Regions from separate parts of the Mus musculus genome. Here region 2 is linked to region 1. Evidence: chromatin contacts called from public HiChIP or PLAC-seq data. All regions are on one chromosome and are shown on one strand. The core of a region is the stretch at or near the end of the contact, and the rest is flanking DNA. Distances in the headings are between cores, read along the strand shown. Region 1 overlaps Src (Rous sarcoma oncogene). Region 2 has its middle 17 kb from the start of Gm14279.

The links. HiChIP or PLAC-seq counts read pairs in DNA pulled down with a chosen protein or histone mark.
Region 2: an H3K4me3 HiChIP or PLAC-seq map of embryonic forebrain shows a contact between it and region 1, with 2.8 times the contacts expected there. The contact joins two enhancer-like sites. A contact is called at or near these places in 19 of 39 promoter capture datasets (the 3T3-L1 cell line, 3T3-L1-derived adipocytes, the C10 cell line and 12 more), 1 of 15 datasets of contacts at CTCF or cohesin (stem cell-derived epiblast-like cells), 16 of 484 Hi-C or Micro-C datasets (the N1E-115 cell line, bone marrow-derived macrophages, brain and 10 more), 17 of 115 datasets of contacts at active chromatin or transcription factors (the HPC-7 cell line, astrocytes, craniofacial prominence and 13 more) and 4 of 9 other capture datasets (adipose tissue, liver, macrophages and 1 more).

The regions. Positions count from the first base shown.
Region 1 is chr2:157,463,165-157,468,483 of GRCm38.p6, reverse strand. It overlaps Src (Rous sarcoma oncogene), which reads right to left. Exons shown (of 15, transcript NM_009271.3): 9 at 3,706-3,855; 10 at 2,456-2,611; 11 at 874-1,053; 12 at 1. Among named protein-coding and RNA genes, the nearest start is that of Src, 42 kb to the right of the region's middle. Within about 2 kb of position 3,458, at least 145 of the 459 cell types and tissues checked have an H3K27ac peak or open chromatin away from gene starts, as enhancers often do. A contact at or near this core is called in embryonic forebrain, forebrain, neural progenitor cells and 2 more, where this site is marked.
Region 2 is chr2:157,536,939-157,542,865 of GRCm38.p6, reverse strand. No RefSeq gene overlaps it. Among named protein-coding and RNA genes, the nearest start is that of Gm14279, 17 kb to the right of the region's middle. Within about 2 kb of position 2,290, at least 46 of the 459 cell types and tissues checked have an H3K27ac peak or open chromatin away from gene starts, as enhancers often do. A contact at or near this core is called in embryonic forebrain, forebrain, neural progenitor cells and 2 more, where this site is marked.

The DNA.
Region 1 (5,319 bases), core at 2,209-4,708:
CCTGGAGAGAGAGATCCAGCTCTAGCCTTGCCTGGGTCTCCCTGTGCAGGAAACTGTGGCTTCCAGACCCTGGCCAGGGCTGCTCAAAGGCCAAGACTCCAGGGAGCTAGATCAAGGAATGCTACTGGGCCCTTGGAGTAAGTGGGGTAGGGAGGAGGTCAGGCAGACACAACAGGGGGTTATAAGATGCAAAAGATCATGTGCAAAGCCCAAGACAAACAGGTTTATCAGGACCAAACCCGGCTAGCCAGTGGCTGCCTGAGGCTGAAGCTGGATGGAGAGTCACAGCACTAAGGACAGCAGGGAACTCTGGGGTAGGTAATGTGGATGCTGTACATATATTTTTGTTTTGAGACAGGGTCTCAAGCAACCCAACTCTATAGGCTGACCTTGAACTCCTGACCCTCCTACCTCTATCTCCCCGGTGCCGGGATTGCAGGTGTGTGCCTAATTCTTGCAGTACTGGGGATCAAACCTAAGACCAAACCCAGGGCCTTGTGCAAGCTAGGAAAGCACTCTACCAACCCAGCTACAACCTCAGCCCCACACTGCTGCTTACCAAGACAGAGACAGTCCTGCTATGTACCCAGCCTGGCCTCAAACTCACGATCTCCTGCTTCAACCCCCGGGCACTGAGATTACAGGTGTGTGCCACCAAACCAGCAACAACAGGGATCGTGACAGTGGGAAAGGACAAAAGAAGCCGTCTTTTAGAAAAAAACCCACTAGATTTGTTATTATTTACAAAAGGAGAGAGGCAGTCAGTCCCTGATGTAGCGTACACTCATTGGGGTGGTCTGGGGTAAGGAGTAAGTTGCCCTTGGCCCGCCCTGCGTGGGCACCTGAAAAGGTCACCCCGGGCTCAGACCTTACCCTTGTTCATGTACTCTGTCACAATGTAAATGGGTTCTTCCGACACCACAGCATACAGCTGCACCAGTTTCTCGTGCCTCAGTTTCTTCATGACTTGGGCCTCCTGCAGGAAGGCCTCTGGGGACATGGTGCCTGGCTTCAGAGTTTTGATGGCAACCCTCGTGGTGCCGTTCCAGGTCCCTGTCGGGGAGAGACGTGGGAACATGAGCACAGGCTATCATTCTGCTGCACTGGGGCCACCCAGGCGAGTCCACACAAGTGCCTGTCTCAATCTCTGCCTCTGAACTCAGGGCATGGGCTTTGGGCAAGGCCAGATACCACGCTGAGACTCTCCATTCACACTTATTAAATAGGCTCAGGGAATGGAGACCCCTCCCAGGGCTGTGAACTGTGTGTCTGGAGCCTGCTCACAATGTGACTGCTACTAGGATGTTGACTGCTTAGGACAGGACAGGAAGCCGAACAGCAGCCTGATGGGTGGGTAGTCAGTACCCGAGGCACCAGCAACCACAGCACGGGTCAGAGGAGGGAGAGGGCTGTGTCTGGGGTCACTGGGGGCAAGAGGTCAGCTCAGTGCCTGTGCTGCATTAGGCAGGGAGACCTCCCTGTCACAGAGACAGGTCAGAGGGTAGACTGGGTCAGCTCTCTAGCTGTGTCGGGTCAGGCCGGATGCCCTGATTCCCGGTGGTTGCTGGTCTGCGCAGAGCTCCAGGGAAAGGTGGGAAGCCCTCAGATTCCCACCACACACCAAGAATCATAGATGAGGTTGAGAAAGACCAAGGCCGTGGCTCACTCAGGCTCTACCCAAACCCTCCTTTTGGTCTCACCTTAAAAGCTGGCTTCTCCCTCTGACCTTCCTCCTCACAACCCAAGACTTCCCTTGCCTACCTGACCCGGCCCCTCCAGTGCCCTCTGAAAGGAAGATGGTGAAACGGCAACAGCCACTACAGCCCCATAGTCCCCCTCTACTCGTGGGTACCCGGGTAGAAGCAGCCATAGCAGGGAGCCTGGGTTTGGCTAAGGCAGCTCGATGCTCCAGGAGCCTCTCGATGGCTGCACAATTAGACAGGAAACCGAACACTGACTTCCCACCACTCCCTCCGCACGGCACAGCGCTGTCTCTTTCTGTGCTGAACTAATATGCAGATGCCCCTTGAAGCTTGGCATCAGCCCCTTCTTCACATCGGGAGGCTGAGGCTTGGCGTGAGACCTGACCACACTCACTCAGGCCCTTGAGGACCGTGGTGCCCAGTCCCCAGGTGCGGCTGGTACACAGATGCCCTAGTCTTCATCTTCAGCAGCATGGGTTACAAGGAGTCAGGAGCCCACCTCAGTGCTGACCCTGGTGAGTCATAGCGTGGGGTGGGGGGCAGGGAGTGGGGTGAGGGACTGGAAGTGAGCCAAGTATGTTACATGCGGGGTTCAAAGTGTCACAGGAAAACAATTGTAACAAGTGTAACAATTTGTACAGTTAATGTTCAACAATAAAATGAAAAACAGCCCAGTTGTTCAGTAGAGACAATTAAAGAGAGGGACTCAGGGTCTTTGAGCTGGGATGGGGACAGGGGCGTGTGTTCCTTACCCATCCACACCTCTCCGAAGCAACCCTGGCCCAGCTTGACCTCCAGCCGCAGGGACTCCCGGGGGATCTCCCACGCATCCTTGGCCAATCCCTGGGTCTGAGGCTTGGATGTGGGACATACGGTAGTGAGGCGGTGACACAGGCCATCAGCATGTTCTGGAGATGGAGGCAGGGAATGGGGCTCAGGCAGGGTCCCACAGCAAGCTGGCTTCCCTGCCCTGTGTGTACGGCTCTATGTATCATGTGCACATTGGCTCTGGGGTCAGGCAAACACCCTCCTGTAGACATCTATTCCCCAGGGGCCTGCGGCACAAAAGTCACCTGCTCAAATCACTCATTGGTTACCTGTCAGATTTGAGAGTATCAGAACTAGTGTGAAACAGGTGTGAGAGTCTGCCCTAGGGAGGCCACACCCCGACTCCAGTCGCCTAGCAAGATCTCAGGACACAGATGAAACAGAGGATATTTGGGAGGGGGAAGTCAAGCAGGCTTTAGGAATTCTTTGGGAGCCCTGGAAGGCATTCCAGAGGAAGAGGTCCCTGGCCTGGATCTGAGGGATAACTAGGAGGCACCCCATACAGCACATCGCCTGTGCCAGAGCCCAAGATCGGCTGTGGGGTTGGAAGAGGTGCTGGGAGGTGGGAAGCTGTAGATGCGGTTGGAGGAACTGCAGGTGAAGGCATGGAGCAACCTTTAGCCACCTGGGCTTGGGGCCTTGGGACTGTATCATAAGGTTCCGTGGCAGCCCTGGAGGATTTGGTCTGGGAACCAGATGATCCCCAGAGCATCAGCAGACGGACAGAGGGGCAGCTAGTCCTCTGAGAGAGGCTGAGGCCCAGGCCAAGGAGGCAGCTCAAGTAGCTACACCTGAAACAGCCACGCACAGAAGAGCCCACACCAACCCCATCACTGCACACGGCCCGCAGCCCAGCTCCAGCCCGCTCTGCCATTCTCTATCAAAGAAGCCTCCCCCTCCTTCTCTCCCAGGAACCGGTTCAGACCAGTCTTAGGGCTGCAGAAACAATCAACACCAGCCTCTAGCCCCTCCCTTCTAGCGTGCTCAAGGCAGGCCCCCTCCTCACTGGCCAGCTGCAGCGGAAGGAGAAGAGGGGGGCTGGGCAGGGAGCAAGGGGAGAAGGGAGGAGATGGAGGAGAGGCAGGGAGGGAAGAGGCATCCCAGGGGTGAGGAGGCACGGCAGACACCCTGCTCCCCTGGGCGAGTCCCCACACGGCCGGCCGGGGACACTCACTGGAGTAGTAAGCCACGAGCTGCTGCAGGCTGTTGAACTGGGTGCGGGAGGTGATGTAGAAACCGCCGCTGTCCAGCTTGCGGATCTTGTAGTGTTTCACATTTAGGCCCTTGGCATTGTCGAAGTCGGATACAGAGAGGCAGTAGGCACCTGTGGGTAGGCAGGGAGGAGACCCCAGAGGTACCCTGCTAGTGTGTTCCTTGCTTGAGGAAGTGACTTAGTCCCACTCTCTTTCAGCCCCTAGTGTGCTGAGAGGAGCAGGGCAGCCGTGTAGGCACAAAACCCCAATGGCAGACATGCCCCTGTGCCTCACAGCCCTGGTAAGACACCTGAACCCCAAGGTGCTCACAACTGTGTGACCCTGACAAGTTGCTGCTTGCCCTGTTTCCTCCCTACACAATGAGACAACCGTGAAGAGTCACACGGTACTCAGCAAGCACTCCATAAATGCTGGCCCTCTCCAGGTATACCCACCCCGTGCCTGCCTGCCCTGTTCTGCCTACTGGACACCAGCTGAGCAGACAGGAGTAGCGGCTGGCTGTGTGGACCTGTGAGTAATTAGTCCAGGGCAGGAGGTACATCCTGAGTGTGGCCTGCAGCCCTTGCCCCTGCGCTGCCTCTCTGGAGCCTAGAAAACCTGCAGCTAAGAATGTCCTCAACAGAAACCTTTGTTAACTAAAGCCTGGATAGCCTGGATAGCCTGGATAGCCTGGGGAGAGGCAGGCGGGGTGCAGGGTCCAGCGGCCTGCCATGTAGCTGGCAGTTCTGAGTGGAAGGACTGACGGACTGTCCACCACTCACTGATGAGGCCCCTGGAGCCCCACTGGACGTCATTAGGTAAATGTGATCTTCTGGTAACATAAGTGAGTCAGGGAGAACTAGGCCTGGGACCCACCCTAACCTGTCTCAAGGCAACCCTTGGGAAGTCATGTTTTCTACAGACTGACTGCCCACTTCATGTGCACACAGAAGGCTCCGCTGACGGCATACCTATGCCCAGAGCCCACATTCTCACATTTGCCCATACCCCCAAGCCCCAGGAACCGGGACCTCGCCACATTTCACTCCAGCAACACTGCCCAACCCCAACAGTGAGCGAGCACACCACACCACACACACACACCCACCCACACACCACACCACACACACACCACACACCCATCATCCCTGTGTACTGTGCACAGCACACGGGTGTGTGTGTGTGTGTGTGTGTGTGTGTGTGTGTGTGTATGTGCACTTTTCCATCTCCCGCTGAGCCCCAGGCCCACAGGAAGCAGCCTGGCTTGGTTGCCATGGTGATGGACTAAGAGAAAGGGCAGAAACAGCAGAGACAGTGTGGGGGAAGGGTAAGGCCAGAAAAGGCCCCTGGGAAAGGGAAAAGGGAAACAGAGGGGCATACGGCTCCTGTTCCCATCTGTAAAACATATCCACAGCTGTGTCACACTCCTGGTAAACTGTACCCACTCTCCATGTGAGAAACTGAGGCCAGAGGAAGCCTTAGCTTGCGTGTCCTGTCCACCTCTGGATCATTCAGTCTTCCTCAAGTGCCACTTTAACTTTAATTCCTGTTACCTCCTCCACTGCAAGGCTCTCCCCTCCCCATCTCATGTACCA
Region 2 (5,927 bases), core at 1,041-3,540, 76 kb before region 1:
TGCCTTCTGTTTCTTGGTGGATTTGACCCTCAGTCCTAGTACAGGGTTTCCAGGAGCTCAGAACGGCTCCCTCTGTGCTCCTGTTTGCCTGACCCGTGTTCGCCACGCTCCATCCCAACCTTTCACTGATCTGAGAGCTTGCTCTGCACACACACAAAGTAAACATTCTTTCTCCCTGGGCTCAAACACACAAGCACCACTAAATACAGAGCTGGCATAATTAGCTGAAAACAAATTAGAATCTCTCCAAATGACACTTTAATTAAGGAAGCAAAGCATGAAGACATTCTCCCTGTTAGAGGTGGAGTGATGTGAGCCCAGCTGCTGTCTCCTGTACCAGAGTCCTGCATCCCATCCCTCCACAGGTTTGTGGATCTGCTTCTTGGGCATGGGTGCTTTGAAAGAGTTCCCCATGCTGAGAGCTTGCCTGAGGCTGCATCTTGACTCCCTCTAGTATCTTTACAACACAGCCATGCTGGTCCCTGACATTCTTGCTCTTTAACAGAGAAGCACCCGTTCATTCCCTCAGTTCTCCTCCTCCATCAGTTGGCTCTGACTCTACTCTGTTTTGAGCAACCTTCTCTTGGCAGTGAAGGAGAAATAGGATGCTGGGTCTGCACGTTTTCACTTTTAGCAGACGTCACCATTGCCCGCCATGGTTTCTGAACCAGACAAGGATCTAGCCAGAGGCCTCGAGACTTTAATCTCTACACTGTGAGCAGTCCTCAGTATTTGCCAATTGGATGGGTGAAAAAGTTAAATCCCTTTTTAAATTTGTCTTTTCCTGTTTGCCAGTGAGCTTTTCATGTGTACACTGGGCGTCTGTATTATTCCCGCTCCGAACTGTCAATTTTTCTCGAGCTCTTCAGCTCATTGACCTGTAGAATGTCCTGATGTAATCCAGATAGTAAGCTTTTGTGCTTTTGGACAAATGTTTCTCTGAGCGTGTCTGTTGCTCTCAGCTCACTGTAGAACCTTGCCTTAGACAGAAGTTGCCAGTTTCAATCAAATGCGTCTCCTCTGTCTCCACTGTTCCTTGTTGAATATATATCATGTTTGATTGAGATAGAGCCCTTATTCTCCTCTAATGGTTTCACAGGTTTGTTCTTGGCTCTTTCTTGCATCTGGAATATATTTCTATGATAGAATTGAGACAGTGTCTAGCCTTTCTCAAAACGGACAGCCAATTATCGGAGCACAATAGAACGGGTCAGCACATTCATCCTGTCTCCGCTCTCCCTAGAGTGAAGCCGCACAGCTAGGGGACTTGGAGGCCCCTGGTTATCTGGGGTTTTGGTTTGGTTTTGTTTAGGTTTTTTTTTTTTAACTAATCTGTTTATTCCTGTCAGTAGCAGACTTTAATTTGTCATTACTCTTTACCACCTTGTGATATCTGTGAAGTAAAATGCCACATTTCACTATGCTTCCTCCCAGCTGCCTCAGCCTGCTCCTCTCTCCACACAGACTCTGAAAGCTGCTTGTCAGATACTGTGAATTCCGAGATTAATTTGGGGGAAACTGACATCAGTATAATACTGTGCCGTTCACTGCAGGGACGAGGCAGAACTCTGTTTGTCCAGCCGCTCACTACATGTCACACACACACACACACACACACACACACACACACACACACACACACACTGCTTTTTCCTCAGAAACTTGTGGCTTTCCTCCTGGGTTGATTTCTTTGGTTTCCATTATTGTCATGAATGAGTTTTCTCTACTCCCCGCCCGTTTTGTTTGGCTTTTGTTTGCTACATTTCTTTTTAATCTACTTTCTAATCGCTGCACTTCATTCACAGACACACACAAAGTAAATGTTCTCCCTCCCTGGGCACAAACTCGCAAGCACAGCCAGCACAGGGCCAGCGTAATTGGCTGAAAATGAATGGGAATTTTTTCAAATTAAAGTTTAATGACACAAGCGAAACATGAATCCATGCTCCTTTTTAAGAACCAGAACACCACTGCTGGAGCTGCTGGTCCCTTCTGGCCACCTGCTTCCATCCCGTTCCCTTCCCCGTCCCCTGTGGCAACCGCGGGGATGGGCTTGGTGTGTACTTTCCTAGACCTTTCTAAAAACTTGTAAATATGTATCCAGGCGCCCACAGGAAATACAGAATTCTGCTGTCGATAGTGTTTGCATTGAGTGAACCCCAGGGCTGTAGAAGGTCAGTGTTCCTGAGCATCCTAATGTGGCCATGGGGGAAGGGTGGGAGCAGAGAAAATGGAGCAGCTGCGGACCAACGGTGGACCGAGGAAGAAAGAGACAAATAGATTCCTTCCAAGTCAGCGGTAACCAGAATGGAACTTGAAACAGTGTGTGGGCATGGCATTCTTAGGGGGTAGCTAGCTCTCAAAGGCCCTAAAGCTTAGTCCATCACGTGGGGCGTAGTCAGTCTTACAGATAAGAAAAGGGCGTAGCCGGTACAGTTTTGAGACTTGTGAGTTCATTTCCATGTCGTGGGACTTACAAGGGTAGCTTCAGGGCCCCACTTTGCTCCCTCGAAGAGATGTGCTGGTAGCTCTCTTGGCCTCCTTTCCCTTTCTGTCTAGTGCCGCTGCTGGGTGAAAACATGAAGCTTGGAACCCTGACAGCCAGCTTGTGATCCGGAGGGGAGGAGACGGCTGACTCGGAGCCAGCGTAACTGCAATCGCTGACTTCTGGATTGTTCACACTCGAATAAATGTTCTTGCTCTTAGCTGCTCTTAGATGGGATGTTCTTTCTAAAGCACCTTTCCTAACACAGGAAGTTTTAGACCTGGGGGACAGCTTTAAGGAGTGGAGTCCCTCACGGGGTGAGAGGCTAGAGGCTTTTCCTTCCTGCCTTCCACTCCGTGTCCATGTCGGCCAGCTCTCTCCCTTAGGCCTCCTGCTTCTCCCTACATAGCACCGGTGGATTTGGAGAGTGCCAGTGTTTCACATCCCTCAAGATCATAACAAAGACACCATACTCTGGAGACTAAAGCAGGGGAAATGTGAGTTGGAGACCAAAGTGGGTTCCATAGTGAGACCTTATTTTCAAAAAAGGCATGGCTGTCAGAGCCTGTGCAGGAGGCACTCAAGGACCTCTGGTCACATCCTTCAGCAGCCTCCAGGAACCAGACAGCAGGGCCCACCTCAGCATGTTACAAGATCCAAAGAAAAAGTGCCCCCAAAAATGCTTAGCCCAGGGCCAGTACCAGAACCAGGCAGGTATATCCCCGTCAAGGTGTGAGTCCCAGAATTCTGGCCCAGTGCTCCTATGAAGCAGCTCGAACCTGGCCAGGCAGCGATGGTCAGCAAAGGCAGGTTCCATAATAGAAGGTGAATTCCAGTGAGGATGGAAAAGAGCTGGAGGCCCAGAGCCAGCTGTGCAGAGGGAGAATGTTAGGTGGAAGATAACCCAGGAGCAGCCATGGAGAGGAGCCTCCCCAGACAGCTACTGAGTTTAGGCTCACCACACATCTTCACCCCATCCTGCTCAAACAGCCAGACTTCCCCTAACTATCCTCCATCCACTTCCAGTCTCTTTCTCACCACCATGCCTGCCCTTCTCCCCACAGCTCATCTGTGGGATCGTTTGCTCTGGCCCTAGAGATGTGCACCTGGCTGGGTTATTTCCTCCAGCCACTGTTGTCCCCCTGACGGCAGGCAGCCCACAGCACTGCCCTGTGCTTTCCTTATTGCCTGCTTGCTGGGCAAACAGCAGGCCCTGACCAGTCACCTTGCAGCAGGACCCTTGGTCTTCTAGACCATGCTAGGAGCCATTGGTCATCCAGTGACCATTCTGGCCTGAGAAGATCTAGGTAAGGTCCTCCTGTCTCCATAGGGTTCCTCTCCCATTGGTCAGTCAAACATTTCCATTTGGGCAGAAAGAGGTTGTTCATGTTCATCCCTTTTAAAATTAATTTACCTTTTAGTGTGTGTTAGCACATGCACCCGAGCTAAGGGTTAACCTGAAGCAGTGTTTTTTAGAAGCCACCTACCTTGGGTATTTTCATACAGAGTCTCTCACAGCCTAGGCCGAGAGCCACCAGGATCTATCCATCTTCACCCTGCTGACGCTGGGATCACAGACCAGTACTCCCTTACCCAGCCTTGGAGGGTGCTGGAGGTCCAGCTCAGGTCCTCAAGTCTACAGTAAGCACTTTGCTGGCTGAGCAACTCTGTGCCTATCCTTGATTTCCTCCTAATACCCAGCTGTTAGCCAGATGCCTTCCCTGTTGTGGGTTTCAAAAGACTTTGAAGCTCTGGTGACATCCATGTCCTCCTCAGAACTCAGGAGAATGTCAGAGCCCATTGTCCAGCCTGCAGAGGTGCTCACTGTCCCTGCCCACCTTCTGTGTGCATGCCTCCACTGTGGGGAAGGTTCTTCCTGAGGGAGGAGGCTGGCGTTAGTGGCCTCTTTGCCCAAACACCATGTGGCAGAAAGGATGCTCTGGAATTGCTGACACAGGGTCATCAACAGCAGCCCACATAGTGGACATGTGGAGGTAGCTCGAGGACGTGCCTGGTCCTGCTGAGCCTCTTGGACACTAAGTCCCATCAAGCCTCCAGAGGACTGCAGCCCTGCTGCCATCTCATGCAGTTGGCACTCTACACAGCCCTGTAAGCCTCAGAGCCTTTACATGTACATTTGCATGCCATGGAAGGTTGGGGCAGCTTGTTACACACCAAAGCAAAACTTGACAAGGAGCAGGCTGACCATCAAGCAATGCATAAAACAATACTACACTACATGACACATAAGTGGACCATTACAATACCATATGGGAACTGCAATAGTAGGACATTTGTATGGCACAGAATATCCCAGGTTAGATTATTGGTCTGACTTCTTTAAAATGAGCAGACAGATGTAAAGAGAACCAGAAAGACACTGTAGGCAGAGGGAACAGCACATGAAGGACACCATCAGAACAAGAGAATTTCAAGACTCTTGTGGTCCTGGAAAGTGGAAGAAAGAAAATGAGATTCATGTGTCTAAGCAGGCAGAGCCCAGGCCCTGGAGGGCCTCATGATATCATGTGAAGACATCTGGTCACTGTCCTACAGTCAGTAGGACCATGAAGGGTTTTCCACCAGTGACAGGTCTGTGATTTGAGAGGATCACTCTGGTGGCAGATGAGAATGCCACACTTGGAGGTGACAGTCTCCAATTCAGAGAATAAAATCAGCAGTATACCCCAGTACTTGGCTATTGCGTTGAGAGGATGGGGCAGCAGGAGAGGGGGATATTGGTGGACAGGGGAGAGTGGCAGAACTGGAGCACAGGTCATGAAGGCCCCAGTGGGTTCAGTGTCAGGCAGAGCTGAGAACAGGCACAGCTAGGTGGCCAGCAGGCATGGTGTCCCAACACGTTCTAGAAAGGACCAGCCCATGGATGGAGGTTGAAGGGAGAGAATCTGAGGAATGAGTGGGTTCGCAGGGAAAGGGTGGGAAGCACCCAGTGGGGGAAATCAGAGTTAGAGACACTCAAGGGGCTGATGGAGGTGTGGACAGGCGACAAAGAAGAAAGAGAGGAACGACTAGGAGAGGGAGTTGCCATGGCAACCAAGGTAGTGAAGGGTTTCAAGGAGAAAGTAATCAACGTAGCTATACGCCCGGATCTCAGAAAAATAAGAACTGAGTGAAGTCCTCTGAATTTTGCAATCAAGGGGCTATTGTGGCAAGAACCGTTTGGAGGGGTGAAGGGCTAAAAGCTGGCTTATCAGAGGCAATGGAGCAAATGAGTGGAAGAGTCAGGTGGTAGTGGGAAAAATACGGGTGATCGAGGATTTCTAAAAACGGGAGTGCCCCTAGAATTGAAAGAGACACCAGGGGAGAGGGAGAGAATGACAAGAAGAAAGATCTGGAAGTCATCTGGCATCTGAGCCAGACTGAAAGGAAGCAAGAGGGTCTGATTGCAGATGGGCAGTGGCTCACTGGAGGAAGGAAGCAC